2 separate regions of the Mus musculus genome follow, and region 1 is linked to region 2. A link is a contact called in public HiChIP or PLAC-seq data. All regions are on one chromosome and are shown on one strand. The core of a region is the stretch at or near the end of the contact, and the rest is flanking DNA. Distances in the headings are between cores, read along the strand shown.

Evidence for each region. HiChIP or PLAC-seq counts read pairs in DNA pulled down with a chosen protein or histone mark.
Region 1: an H3K4me3 HiChIP or PLAC-seq map of bone marrow-derived macrophages shows a contact between it and region 2, with 4 times the contacts expected there. The contact joins the promoter of Ddx11 here to the enhancer-like site in region 2. A contact is called at or near these places in 11 of 39 promoter capture datasets (the C10 cell line, the HPC-7 cell line, cranial neural crest and 8 more), 18 of 115 datasets of contacts at active chromatin or transcription factors (the 230-238 cell line, T-cell acute lymphoblastic leukemia, bone marrow-derived macrophages and 11 more) and 3 of 9 other capture datasets (adipose tissue, liver and pancreatic islet).

What each region holds. Positions count from the first base shown.
Region 1 is chr17:66,122,237-66,124,936 of GRCm38.p6, forward strand. Ddx11 (DEAD/H box helicase 11) reads left to right here and starts at 1,284. Exons shown (of 27, transcript NM_001348292.1): 1 at 1,284-1,456.
Region 2 is chr17:65,905,777-65,908,476 of GRCm38.p6, forward strand. No RefSeq gene overlaps it. Among named protein-coding and RNA genes, the nearest start is that of Gm35550, 5.9 kb to the right of the region's middle. Within about 2 kb of position 1,400, at least 120 of the 459 cell types and tissues checked have an H3K27ac peak or open chromatin away from gene starts, as enhancers often do. A contact at or near this core is called in the HPC-7 cell line, T-cell acute lymphoblastic leukemia, adipose tissue and 7 more, where this site is marked.

The sequences.
Region 1 (2,700 bases), core at 34-2,533, 220 kb after region 2:
ACTGCTTAAGATCCTGGGTTTTCACCAGACAGTGCAGGCCTTTAATCCCAGCACTCAGGAGGCAGAGGCAGGTGGATCTTTGCATTTGGGGCCAGCCTGGTCTACTGAGGGAGTTCCAGGACAGCCAGGGCTACACAGAGAAACCCTGTCTTGGGAAGAGAGAGAGAGAGAGAGAGAGCGCTGAGATAATCAGACATAGCCCTCCACTCTGAAACTTGATACAATCAAACTTTAGGGAACAGTAACTCAGTCCCAGAGCCCGGAATTGGGGTTAAGGAGCTAGAAGCGAAATCACATATAGCCCTTCTCCCTCTTCTACTGCAAGCTCTGTCTTGAGCCTTTCAAGCATATGTATAGATGACAACAGAACCAACAGAATAATCAAAGGCTCACAGATCCCACTGGGGACTAAATCCCACAACTGCCAGGCTCCCTATAAAATGGACACTAAAGGGCAAAGAACTAATCTTTCTTACATCTCTCTGCAAAAGAGCGAGAAGGGCACCAAGCTTGAGGGTGTGGTTAGGATTTTTAGCCACAGCCTCTGAAAATGGATCATGTTCAGTGTCCCTAGTGCAATAAACAGAGACGTTTATAGTGACCAATTGCTACACCTCCCGTGCTGTGTGTGCTTTTGTAACTAGTGACAGAAAACCAAATCTCAATGGACTTACTGTTCCCCAGAGCCTGTCAATTTTTTTTAATTCTGCGTTACACTACAGGAACAGTTTCTAAAAACAATCACCATAGTAGTACACCTTTGTCATGATTGTGAAACAGATTCAATATCTATAGTAAGGAGGAAACATAAATACATGCATGATGAATGACCTCATCAAAAACCCTCTTAGTACTTAGTGGCTTGTATACATCTGATATTTGATAGTTTCTCTTTTCTACATTTAACATTCTTTGAGAAATCTATTTGAATCTTGGGGGCTGGTGAGATGGCTCATCGGTTAAGAACACTGGCTGCGCTTCCAGAGGTCCTGAGTTCAATTCTCAGCAAGCACATTCTGGCTCACAGCCATCTTTAGGGAGATCTGATGTCCTCTTCGGGCAATTGCGGATGTATATGCAGCAGAGCACTCATACATTAAATAAATACAATTTTTTAAAAAGCGCAATATTTCTGGGGAAACAACAACAACAACCCCCAATAGCCGGTAATACAAAAAAACTAATATGGAAGGTTAGATCAAAGCTCAAACACAGTTCTAATCCAGGCAATATTGAAGCACAAGGCCCGCGGTTGAGCGGCAGCGCGCAGGCGCAGTGGCTCGGGGGCGTGGCCACGTGGAGGGTTTTCTGCGTGCGCGCATGCTCCTTCAGTGAAACTGCAGTTTAAATTCAGCCGCGGCGGCCAGGCTCGCTTGCCGGCCTCAGTGAGGCGGTCCTGCGGTGGCGATCGAGTTCGGTGCTGTGTGGGAGAAGCGCTGCGACCGAAGGCAGAGAGGTGAGAAGGGCACACTCGAGCGGAGGCGGAAGCCGAGGAGGCTGCCAGGGGGCAGGGTTAGCCGAGCGCGCCCTACGGCCGGACGTGGGGGCGGAGGCGGCGTGGGATGGATTGGAGCGAGTGGCAGCCCAAGTATAGTGGCGCCTTCGGTGAGTGTACGTAACAGGTTGGATTCTAAAATGTAGAGAGTCTGTTTTAAACGATTTTCAGGGGTTATTGTATATAGTGAAGTCAGGTGAAGACACAGGTTGACTGATAATGAACTTGAGATCCAATTTGGCAGTGTGCCTCAGGGACCATACTGTTGCATTCTCGGCTGCACTGCCCCCCCCCCCTTTTTTTTAAGGTTGAGGAAGTTCGGGAAGTCGACCACATTTTGATGGAAGTGGCATAAAAGTAGGATTAAATAATAAATACATGGTCCCTGCATGCAGGACCCTGTCCTGAAATCCCGGCTAGCTTGCAGTTCTCATGTACAGGGTTTCCCTGCCTGCCCGCAGCCCGGGTTCCTGGTTTTCCCAGACGGCGACATTCTTCACCTCCGAGTGCATCATTTCAGGAAATCTCCTGTTTAGCCTTGCTAAGTTCTCTGTTGTACTTAGGTGAGCTTGACCATAGCAGAGCGCTTCGCACCTGGGTTAAATGCGTACTTTTTCTTCTTTAATGCTACTTACTCCTTAACACCCAGCCGCTTTCGGTTGTAGATTAAGCTCTGGGCAGCTGCTAGGCGAGGGCTCCACTAGTGAGCAGTGTCTCCAGCCAGCAGTTCTGTCATGATATCCGTGATAGGTTAAGTGAAATTAAGAAGGGGGTGGGGTGGGGGCTCTGAAGAGTGCTTAACACATGTTAGATGCTCAGAATCTGTGGTTACCTTTAAAAACTTACTTTTACTATTTTATGCATAGTTTGTATGTCTGGATCCTCTAGAACTGGAGTTAGAAACAATTGTGAGTTGCTGTGTGGGTGCTAGGAATTGAACCTGGGTCCTCTGGAAGAGCAGCCAGTGTTCTTAACTACTCCGCCATCTCTCCATCTCTTGTTGGCTACATTTCTTTACCCTCTCTTCGTGTTTTAGTGGTTTTCCAGTTGCATAGCTCTTTTTATTACTGCATTTTCTTAAATTTGTTGTGTGGCCTTTAGTTTTTGTTGTTTTGTTTTGCTCGGTGCTTTCTCCACCTGGGTAGTCGTTTTTCTTTCCCTAATACCTGGAGGAACACATTGGCAACTACCATCTCTCATAAATG
Region 2 (2,700 bases), core at 150-2,649:
TCACAGTGAAATAGATTCAGTGTACTTTCCATTTTGAGGGAGGGGATGAGACGGGATCTTGCTCCAAAGACCCTGGCTGGTCTCCAATAGACAGTCTCTCCCCAGCAGTTGAAGCTCAGGCCATATGGGTGTGCACCACCACTGATACATTTATGTCTTGTAAGATTGTACTTGTGTGTACATCGCTTAAAAGTGAATAACTAGACTCTCATCTTTAGAATACACAAAATGAGCCCTCCACACATACATTGTGCATGTGTGGTTTTGGCTGGGGAGCAAACCCAAGGCCTCACTCATGTCTGTTTGGCAACTGTCTAATCAGCCTCCCTTTTGTAATTTGAAAGAAATCTCTCTGGGATTTCAGGGGCAGGTTCTGATGCCCAAGAGTGAGTCTTCAAAGGGCTCTCACCTCCCTCTGCCTGAGCGAGGCTGGGTGGAGCTCGGGCATGTCTCCCCTGTGCCCTTTCTTTCCTGGAGTGTAGACTGAGGAGGCAGGTCCCGCCTTTCTTACTTCTGTCATCCCTTCTATTCCCTGGCCTCCCAAGGTAGCCCCGGGTGGAAAAAGGCAATAGAGTACTTTAAGGAGAGAGACTCAAGTAAACTGAAAGCCCAGATCATCTAAACTTCAAAAGATGGATCCTAAAGCCAGAGACTGTTTCTTGGGAGAGAGCCCTCAGTGGGTGCCTGATCTTCGTTAGGTTCAGGCGAGCCTTTCAGTGGCTACTCCTTGTCAGCCTGTCTCCCCTAGCACTTCCTGCTACCTCACAGAGCGGAGCAAGCATTTCCCTCTCTCCCGGGAGAGCTCACAGGACCCGACTGCTCTGTGAAGTTACGATTCCTTTCCATTATAGGAAAAGCATTAAAAATCTGCGGTCTTGAGCACCCAGGAAGTAAAGGAAGCAGTCTCGGGACTGAGCAGAACACAGCAGGGTACAGGTTTTATGAACCCTCCCGGGGGGGGGGGGGGGGAGGGGGGGAGGGAGGGGAGCCCAGAGCCGGTCTTGCAGTTTCTTGTATATGTACAAGAAGTATTAATTCATTTCCCCCTCTTTACACAATATAAAATAGAGGCTATTATAGTTAGCTCTGGAATGTTCCTCAAAGGCAGGGATGTCGAAGGCTTAGTGTCTGGCCTGTGGCTTTGTAGGGAGGGCGTAGAACTATTTGGAAGAGGGGCCTGGCCAGGGGAGCTTAGGTCATGGGCTGTGCCCTTGCAACTCTGGAATTCTGGTCCCTTCCACTCTTACTTCCTGGACACTGAGTGACAGGACCCCTAGCCACGAACTCCCGCCCTGGTACACTACTGGCAGCGTGGTGTGCGGTGTGATAGGGCTAAGCAGCCTGGAGGAGGCCTCTCAGACTGCCCCCCAATAAACATCATCTTCTCTAACGTTGATTGAAGGGGGGGGGTGTCTTTTGTCACGTGACAGGAAGCTGACTGACACAGACTCTCAGTCGGCTACAAGCTCCAGACATATGCATGAAGTTATTGTGTACTCCCTCCTCCTCTCCTCTATCTCCCCCCCACCCTCCCGTTCTGGGCACAGGGATAGACTCTGAAGGCTTGAGAGCTGCCAGGAACCAGGAATGCTTCAAACTTGAGCCGTTTCTGCCCCGCTAGAGCTACGCTGGCTTCTAACCACTTCAAACACACAGTGGAGTGCCCAAAGCAATGTAACCTTGCTGGCTGTAGAAGTCTGCAAAACCAGAGAAAAACTGGAGTCAGCTGGCCTCAGAGATGGAGGATCACACAAGAGGACACTCTACAACCTAAGTCTACTTTCTATAAGGTAGAATTATATTTAGATTAAAAAGAAAAAAAAACTTATAAGAGCTGGAGAGAGGGCTCAGTAGTTAAGAGCACTGGTTGTTCTTCCAGAGGACCCAGGTTTGATCCCATGACCTCCGTGGCAGCTCACAACCCTTTGTAATTCAAGTTCTAAGGGGTCCTGTGCCCTTTCCTGGCCTCTTTGGGTACCAGGCATACACATGGTATGCAGATAAACACATAGGCAAAACACCCACCCAGATAAAATAATTTTTAAAAATTCAAAGTAGCAATCAGCCAGGCATGATGGTTAGTCTGAGCACCCATGAGGCAGATGAAATGATCTCTGAGCCCAGCCAAGGCTGCACCCTAACTCAGAACAAACCAATATAATCCTATAACACAAAAGCACCTCCAATAGTGAGACTGGAGTACTAAGGGACAATCAATTTTTTTATACTTAAAGATTGTCATAATATTTTGGGAGACATTAGACTAGAGAGTTCTGTATTCCTATGTAGGTAAACCAAAACTCAACTCAATGTTAATGGTTGTCTTCTAGGCTACTGTATAACCCTTAACTAATGCCTAACTGAAGACCCAGGCTTAACCTTTTGGATTAATCTAATTAATTAACCACTAATTAACCTCTACCTAGAGAGTTTCCAGGAAAGATTCACCGAGTCACTGCTTTAAAAAGCTAAATTGTTTCCAACAACTAGTTAGATGTCTACCTTGGTTACTTTGCTGTTGCTATGGTAACATACTCTGCCAAGAACAACAGTTTATGTGGTGGATGAAGTCAAGACTGCAGGGTCTTGGAGCAGCTAGTCACATTGTGTTCACAGTCAGTAAATGGAATGATGGACCACTAGTATCAAACTTAATTTCCCCCTTGCATTCAATCCAGGATCCTGGCTTAGGGAATGGTT